2 separate regions of the Mus musculus genome follow, and region 2 is linked to region 1. The links are chromatin contacts, called in public Micro-C maps. All regions are on one chromosome and are shown on one strand. The core of a region is the stretch at or near the end of the contact, and the rest is flanking DNA. Distances in the headings are between cores, read along the strand shown.

The links. A called contact is a pair of places that touch in the nucleus more often than the background predicts.
Region 2: a contact with region 1 is called in a Micro-C map of embryonic stem cells, with 6 times the contacts expected there. The contact joins two enhancer-like sites. A contact is called at or near these places in 2 of 39 promoter capture datasets (pre-B cells and stem cell-derived epiblast-like cells) and 1 of 484 Hi-C or Micro-C datasets (embryonic stem cells).

Annotation. Positions count from the first base shown.
Region 1 is chr14:99,352,714-99,357,189 of GRCm38.p6, reverse strand. No RefSeq gene overlaps it. Among named protein-coding and RNA genes, the nearest start is that of Klf5, 56 kb to the right of the region's middle. Within about 2 kb of position 2,504, at least 10 of the 459 cell types and tissues checked have an H3K27ac peak or open chromatin away from gene starts, as enhancers often do. A contact at or near this core is called in embryonic stem cells and stem cell-derived epiblast-like cells, where this site is marked.
Region 2 is chr14:100,109,343-100,113,893 of GRCm38.p6, reverse strand. Klf12 (Kruppel-like factor 12) reads left to right here. Exons shown (of 7, transcript NM_010636.3): 2 at 4,034-4,123. Among named protein-coding and RNA genes, the nearest start is that of Klf12, 38 kb to the left of the region's middle. Within about 2 kb of position 1,988, at least 20 of the 459 cell types and tissues checked have an H3K27ac peak or open chromatin away from gene starts, as enhancers often do. A contact at or near this core is called in embryonic stem cells and stem cell-derived epiblast-like cells, where this site is marked.

The sequences.
Region 1 (4,476 bases), core at 1,255-3,754:
ATTTTTTTGATTTTTCGAGACAGGGTTTCTCTGTGTAGCTCTGGCTGTCCTGGAACTCACGCTGTAGACCAGGCTGGCCTTGAACTCAGAAATCCACCTGCCTCTGCCTCCCAAGTGCTGGGATTAAAGGTGTGCGCCACCACGCCCAGCCTTCTTCTCTTTTTTAAGATTTATTTATTTTATTGATATGAGCACACTGTTACCGTCTTCAAACACACCAGAAGAGGGCATCAGATTCCCATTACAGATAGTTGTGAGCCACCATGTGGTTGCTGGGAACTGAACTCAGGACCTCTGAAAGAGCTGTCAGTGCTCTTAACCGCTGAGCCATCTCTCCAGCTCTTCTTTTTTTAAGATCATAATATACTCGTATTATTTCTCCCTTTCCTTCTTTTCAACCCTGCTGTGTACCTCCCACCTTAATCTCTTTCAAATTCCTGGCTTCTTTTTCTTTAATTCTTATTAACACACACACACAAAATACAATCTATATAGTGTTACCTGTATGTATATGATAATTTGATAGCTGACCACTTAGTTTTAGATTGCCAGTTGGTGTGTTCTTCCCTAGGGAAACTATTTCTCCCACTCTCAGTGTTTTTTTCCTGGCAGTAACTCTGTCTGGGGTTGAGGCCTAGAGAGACTTCCCCTTCCACATCAGCATCTCTGTTGTAATTGTTTGGATTTTGTTAGGCAGCCAGATTACTGAAGTTTCCTTGTTGCTGCTTCTCTGACATTTCTTTCTTCTTTTTCTTTTTTTTTTTTTTTTTTTGGTTTTTCAAGACAGGGTTTCTCTGTGTAGCCCTGGCTGTCCTGGAACTCACTCTGTAAACCAGGCTGGCCTCGAACTCAGAAATCCACCTGCCTCTGCCTCCCAGATGCTGGGATTAAAGGCGTGAGCCACCACGCCCGGCTCTTCTCTGACATTTCTAGGAGACCCAATCTCACAGCACACTTGCAGTCTCTCTAGCTCTTCGATCTTTCCTCCTCTTCTTCCATGATGACGGTGATCCCTGAGCCACAGAGGTAGAAGTTGTGTTGTTGTATCAGCTGAGCCTGGGCGCCACAGATCTTCATTTTGATTAAGTTGTGGTTTTCTGTAATGGCCTAGGTTGCAAGGAGAAATTTCTTTGATGAGGGGCAGTCATAAAGTTTTTTAAAAATAAGTTTTCTATAAAATAATTGGCTGTGTGACTTTTAATTGACTCACTATTTTGTCCTTACTGTTTGCCGTACACGCATTTCCTAGGTGTAGAACAATGTTCCAGAGTCATACAGAGCTAGGCATAAATTAAAAGTTTTGAGTTTGGGTGGGGTTTTGGTTGGTTGGTTGGTTGTCTTTCTATGTGGCCCTGGCTGCTGGAACTCACTCTATAGACCTGGGTGGTACCAGGCTCACAGAGCTCCTCAACCTCCTACCTCCCAAGTGCTGGGATAAGAGTTATTGTGTTTAGTCCTGACTGTCAAGGAACTTTGTAGACCTAGCTGGCCTTGAACTCAGAGATCTGCCTACCTTGCCTCCCGAGGGAGGGCTGTGATTAAAGGAGTAACCCTGAAATTAAAATATTTAAAGACAAGCAATTTATAAAAGCTGGGTGTGGTGGCATAGCGTGAGCACCAAGGAGACCCAGGCTGGTAGGCAGGTTTATGATGCAAATTCAGGCCAGGGTTGCTGTGTGAGACTCAGTCTCAAAACAGAATTTAAAAAAAAAAAGTAAACAAACAAACAAAACAAAACAAAAAATCCCAGAAGCACTGGTTTGTTCCCATAACCCTATCTTCAAACCAGTGACTTCAAAGAGGAAGCCAAGGTTTCCTGGCACTTGAATTTAGCAATCTTAGCACTCAGTCTCCTGTAAATCTTTTCAAGTTCAAGGACAGCCAAGGATGTACAGTGACGTTTCATGTCAAAAAAGAAAGGGAAACGCAGTATTGCAGGAAGCCAGGTTAAACCCTTAACCATCTTTTCCAAGTAACTCTTAGAAATAAAATTTTATCTTCGTTCTAATGGCGTCTGAATAATCTATAACTCCAGCCTTCCCTTACTGCAGCCTGAGAAGGAAGCCCACACAAGAGGAAAGCAAGCCAGGAAAATGGCAGAAATAGGAGGACTTAGAGCCATCCCAAAGTCTCAAAGCTGGAACTGATTGGGCTGTGTTTTGATTCTTCCCACGCAGAGCTTACTGGTAGAGAAGAGCTGCTGATACCTGAGGGTGGGCGAAGATGGAACAGAAATAGATGAGGTGTCTTGATAGGTTCCTGGAAGGCAGATGACGAAAGAAGGGCGTGATAGATCCACCCCAAAGGTGACCACCTCAAGGCTTGAAGAAGCTGTTTTCAAGTTGTAGCTATGGTGGGGCCCAGCCCACACGCAGGGGTAGGAAAATGAATGGGAAGTGAACATTGGGCTGCTGTTGCTCTTTGGCAAAGCTAGATTATTGTGCCAAGAGGAATGAGAGGCCATAGCTATAGGAGAGTACAGAGCGTAGGTATTGCTTCTGAGGATGAGAGCTAGTGAGCTGGCAGGTGTCCAAGTTTCTTGCGGTCATCACCTTGTCCTGCCCCCTAATCCATAGGGAATCTCAATGGAGAAAGTTTTGCAGTTCAACTCCAGGACTTTCTGCAAATGGGAGAAGAGTCGAGAAGAAAACCTCGGGACTGGGGACTGGAGATATGGCTCAGTGGTTAAGAGCACCCTCTGCTTTTCCAGAGGTCCTGAGTTCAATTCCCAGCAACCACATGGTGGTTCACAACCATCTGTAATGACATCTGATGCCCTCTTCTGGTATGTCTGAAGACAGTGACAGTGTACTCACATATATAAAATAAATAAATCCTTGAAGAAGAAGGAGAAGACCTCAACCTGGCACCTGCTGACATTTGCAGTTAATACACAAGACCTGGAGAAGCCTGAGGCTCTTCAGTAGGGGAAATGGAAGCACTTACTGAAACTGGGCCAAGAGGTTCATTGTGATGGTAATTTGGGGAAGTAGACCGAAACTCAGGAGAGAAGAATGATTTAAACCAAAAGGTTTAGCACAGTGCTCCTGAATGCTCTCTTTTGCAGGTTTTGGAGGTATAGCACTGACCCAGCATAGATGGACAAGACTCCGGGGTCAACCCCTAAGCCCATAAAAATAAAAATAAATAAAAAAAACTTCTCAGCACTGATGAGAAAAAGAACCAGGCAAGACGATCAAATTACAGAACACGATGTGTGATTCGTTCCCTCATAAAATTTAAAATGGGTGAAATTATTTGTATTTATCAAGAACAAAAGGGCTGAGAATGTCTGATGTGACATTTCAAAAGAAGACAAATTCATGTGTGTCACACACTGCTTTGTAAGGTGGAATTTTACAAGAAGAACATGTTCTCTTTTGCATGAGAAATTAAGTGCATGGAGAAAAAAAAAAAACGTGGCAGTTAAAAAAGCAGGAACTAAATCTGTACCAACCGGCATTTTTTCCTAACCAGGTAAAAGGGGGTGCTCACAGCAGTGAGTAATTTTAATGACCAAAGCCCACATTATGGGATTAATAGCAGACAGAACTATAATCTAGTTTATAGTTATACTAGATTATATAGTTTACTAGATTATAGTTTTGTCTGCTGTTTCTTGGAACATTTTGGACTTGATTAATTGTTTGGATATATGTAAAACTATTCAAACTGAGTTTACCTAAAGTAACTTTACAGTCACCATCTGGCTAAACAGCATGCTGTATTTATTATTATTGTTACTATTATTATTATTATTAATTTTAAATTTTGAGATTGTAATGTAGTTACAGTTACATTGTTTCTCTCTTGAAACCCTCCCATACACCCCTCCTTGCTCTCTTTTCAAATGCATGGCCTCCTTTTTCACTAAGTGTTCTATGCATATACATTTGCATTTCTAAACACAACAGTAAAGCCTGCTCATTTACTTGTAGGTATGGTTAGGGTCTGATTGTTTGGTATAGAAACAGACTGCCTGCCGTTGCAGGAGTCCCAGCCAGCCATCCAGGTACATACATGTATGAAGAACACACTGAGGTGCTGCACGAGGAAGGCAGGACCAGACCAGCCTGGCTGTGATGGCATGTTGTGGGGCACTGTCCATCCGCTCAGCTGAAGTCTCTGGTAATTTGGTCATTCACCTCAGAAGCTGGGGGGGGGGGAGCTCTCGGGGTGGGGGGTGTTGTAAGCCACATGAATCAGAGTAAGACTCTCCTTGGCTCAATGAAAAGATATTGACGGATTCAATAACAGGAACCTGGCAAATGTCTGCCGACTGAAACCCAGAGGACCCATGCTAAATCACCTCTGCACCTTCTCTAGAAACACAAAAGCATTTTGAGAACATTCCATGTGTTTACCCTTCTAAGCCATCTTTTCTGTATTCTTTGGCAATTCCATACATGTATGGAATATATCCTAGTCTTGTCTTACCCTACCCAACTCTTCTCAAGCCCCTCCAACCCCCTGCTC
Region 2 (4,551 bases), core at 739-3,238, 760 kb before region 1:
AACCCAGTACGTGTGTGCGAACTTTACTCAGAATGAGAGGGAGGACCTAGTAGTTTCGCTGGAGTTTCTGCACAGGTTTTGGAATTGTTATCTACCTAGTAGTTTAATCACCACATCTATGGTGGGGTTGACAAAGCAAATACTGCTGTCACTTTATTTTTTAATGTTTGGTAGTGTGGTAGAAATGACACAATGGGAGGTCACCTCCTCCGAGGTATTCTTTTATGTAGAAGCTCAAGTTGCCTGTAATCTGATTCTGTTGCTTCTCCTGCTGGTTAGCACACCCACCGTGTGGGCGGTACTCTGTGCATTGAGCGTGTTTGCCTGGGAAACCTGTACGAATCTGCTATAAAGTTATGGCAACATTTAGTGCAGTGCATTCTGCATTCTGAACTGTTTGTCCATCTCTGACATCACTTTCAAAATGAGACAGCTACAACTGAGGTCTCTTCACCCATAGCCGTATATATTATGAAGAAGATACTTATATTTAAGCAACTATATCCTGGACCATCAGAGAACAAAACAAACACCATTAGGAACTTTCTGGTTAGCAATTAAATATAGAGATTAAACAGTTGGGCAATGACTCTCCAGGCCTTCGCTATTCCAGTTGTCTCACAGTCTGGAGGAGGGAGAAGAAAAGTCCTGCGCTGTAGGGTAGAACAATTTGTAGAAGCTGACCTAGGGGTCATGTCCATTCCATGGATGCCCGAGTCACTGTCACTGCAGTTCAGACCTTCTTGCTGCACATCAGTTCTGAGTATGTTGCGGTGCTTGAATCAGTCACCCCTGTGCTCCTATGACGTTTGACCAAGAAAACTGCCATCTGTGGGAGTACTGTGGCACAAGGCTTACTTGGAAGGTAGATATATCCAAAGCGACATTCTCATTAACTTTACATGGATTTGTATAATAATCAAGTAATTATTATTATAAATTTTGTGGTACTTTTGATAAAATCCACTCATAAGAAACAAGGTATACATGCTGTATATAAGTATATAGTTTTATACATATATATATATATAGTATAAATTATAAATCTGAGGGACATATACCATCAAAATATTGATCCAACATAAGTATACAAATAGCTCCAGGACAAGATTGATGGTGATATCATTGTGTTTACCTCTTGGGGTTCACCGGACCCATTGATTCCATAGCCAATATGTTTTCATTGAGATCGTAGCAAGATATGTTTGACAGCAACTTCAAACTGTCAGAACCCACTGTATACTTAAATTCTGCAGTCATCTGACATCCTATGTGTCTGGACTTGTTTGTTAAGATGTAGCTACCAGTACGTTAGAAGTGTCTTCACTCTGTCTGACTACTGGATGCTGTATCACTTCCCCCCAGCGCCTTCCTGGTGATGGTTCAGAGTGTTGGGGCTCTCAGTGCTCCTTAAGTCTTTTAAGTGGGGTTAGAATCCTAGGGGTAGAGATTAATATGATTCATTTGTGAATGTGGCAATGTTGTCTGCACTAATTATCAATCATTTTACTGACCGAAAGAACTCGGCTATGGGGGCTGTGTTTCCCAGCTGGGAACATTGCTGTCTATGTTGTTGGTTATGGTTGTGGCTGGGCATGTTTCTGAAAAAGCATAGAAATGGGGTTATTCCCAAGGAAAATTGGACTTTATTAAAACATATGTGCACACACACACAAACTTATGGACCCTGGCTAAATAGACCCAGTTAGGATTTCAGATTTTCACTTCAAAGCCCTGGCTAGCTTGCAGTTTTTAAACTGCTAAGTTTATCACAGCAAGTGGAGACAGTGGTTAGAGTACACCAGCTGTAAATTGGTCCAGAACACTAAAAGGGACATTAGCCTCTAATCAGACTCTAACAGTTCATTAAGCCTTCCTTTCCAGCCAGTCCTTCCCCTCCCCACCCCCACCCCCACACTAATGTACAGCTTGGCCCAGCCTTCCCTTATAAGGTATCTTTTCCCCTTCTCAGCTGGGTAAGGCTGCTCCAGGGTAGGAAACTCATCCTTCACTGACTACTAAGGAAACGACCTTGGGAGGCTTTGTGGGGGGAGATTCCCAGAGCTGCTGAAAGAAGCTAGCTGAGTGGTGGAGGGCTGTAGAGCCACACATCCCCCCCCCCAGAGTAGCTGGTAATGCTGCAAACTGGAGGCAACAAGCTACAAGTTCTAATCTGAGAACTTCATGTGTAACGGATACCCACCCATCCCACCCCCGCCTTGAAGAAAGGATTCTAAGTTTGGAAGACGTTAACTGGGTACACCAGCGATATCTAGCAATATTGTACCTGCTTTTGCCTGCATCTGTTAGAATGTGAAATACTGGCAAAATATGGTCAACGCTGTGTACTTCCGGGAAAACCTGACAGGAAGTCTTAGTAAGCCAGGAGATGTGATCTTTTTGAATGTTCCTTGTGACTAAGGAGAGCTAGGGCAGCTTGCCATTTTCTTCTTGTTGGTTTTCTCAAAGAAACTATTTGCCAGGAGAGGCTTTCGAAGTTGTACTTCTTAGAATATTCTCATTAGGGAGCCCTTCACTGGTTCTGCGTGTGCCCTGTTGGTAGAATTTGGTAATAAAATCTCCCCTGTGATTTGTTGGAATGGCGTACTTATTTAACTTTTTCACGAAAACCAGCTGCCTGAAAAGTGAAAAACATCAAACTCCGGAAATAATACTACCTTTTATCACCCTGTAGGCAAGTATTTAGGAACTGCATAGATAGATAGATAGATAGATAGATATAGATATAGTATATATAATATATATAATATATATAATATATATACACACACATATATAAGCATATACATATACATTATACATACAAATATATATGCATAGACATATATATGCATATACACAGATTTGGTGTACTCACCAATTAACAAATGTTGAGATGTATTTTTAATAAGTTGATAAGATTAACCCACAAGAAACAAGTTATATGCACATTTGGGAATATATATTTGTATGTATATAATACAAATTTATACATGTATATGTATAATTCTTTTATCACACACACAGACACAAACACACACATATGCATACCCACTTAGTAAGATCTCTTCAGTGTCCTGTCACCTCTCTAAGGCCACTGAGCACAGAGACTTCCCTGAAACCTCAGGATCAGTCATGTCAACTCCATGAGTTGATTCAGCTTCTCGAGTTGAAGTTGGCATATTTGGGATGTGTTTTACAAGTCAATTTGGGTCCCGCTTGTGTGTCTTTCTGATTGCCTGTGTAGATGTCTGATCCAGAAAGTACCTAAAGCAGAGAGAATTGGTGAAACATAAACTGGATTTCATCTTCTCCTCAGCTCATGAACTCTTTTGAGCCACAGGTTCAATGTAGCTTTTCTTTAGAGGCAATAACCTGAGCCAAAAAATGTGTAAGAATAACGTCCTGTTCCTTATTGATGTCACTTACCTGTTCCCTTTGAAATTAAAACCCACGTTGGTTCTTTTAAAATAGTTTCTTGGGAGCTAATATGTAGGAATTTTCATTTGCTCATAATTGGCATAGTATAAAATTTCAACAAATCTAGGATTATATTATTTTGTCTTGAGATTATTCAGGCTTAGACAATATAAGTTTTTGTTTGTTTGTTTGTTTTCTGGTTTTTCTCTAATCTGACTTTTCATTTATGGCTCTGTACACAAGACAGCTGGCAGAACTAAGGATAAGAGAAAGAACCTTGCCGTGTATTTCCTCCCACTATTGAGAAGGTGTGATAAATTTTCCAGCCCCATATAAATTAATGTAATGCTTCCACACCGCAGTTTATTATGGCCTGACCTCCAACCCAGGGGTCAGAGAGTCACATTGATTTAGTCAACTTCCTAGTCATTATTTCAAATGAAAGTTCACATAGGAGGATAATTGGTCATGCTGATATCCTCATTTAATTAGGCTCCATTCTTGAAGAATTAGGTCAGCAACACTTGAGGGTTGGCAATGAAGGAAGACTCCCAGGGATGGCCTCTTCTGGCGCTGCTTCGGAACTGAATCTCACTCTTTCTTCTATCCTCAGAATCTCAGCGCCCTTGAGAACAGAATGCTAATGCTTGATGGAATGCCGGCAGTCAGAGTCAAAACCGAGCTTGTGGAATCTGAACAAGGGGTAAGCAGAGACCTCCGCAGAGGCCCCCTCCCTCTCATGACTGGCCCATTCACTTGCAGAGTTGCCCTGTCTCTTTTGTCCCCTGCCTAAGGAATCACCTGAGCCTGTCTGTGGTTGACTCTCATCCACTTGCAGCCTTAGACACCAGCATCCCCTTTGAGGTGTTCTGAAACTTAGGACTTCATGATGCACCTGAGGAGACAGACCCTTGTGGCTGAGTGAAAATTGCTGCATGCAAAGCTACCAAATCCAGAGTAAAGAGAAAGTATTGAATGTAAGATGGGAGTGTAACTCCTCAGTGTAAAATTCTAAGTTAGGAAATGGCAGAGAATAGGCATGGGAGTGCTAACTGTTGGTTAAATGGATTTCTTGGTTGTATTGTATCTAGTGCTTCTCCCTGATATTTAAAACTGTTCCAATTCTAGATG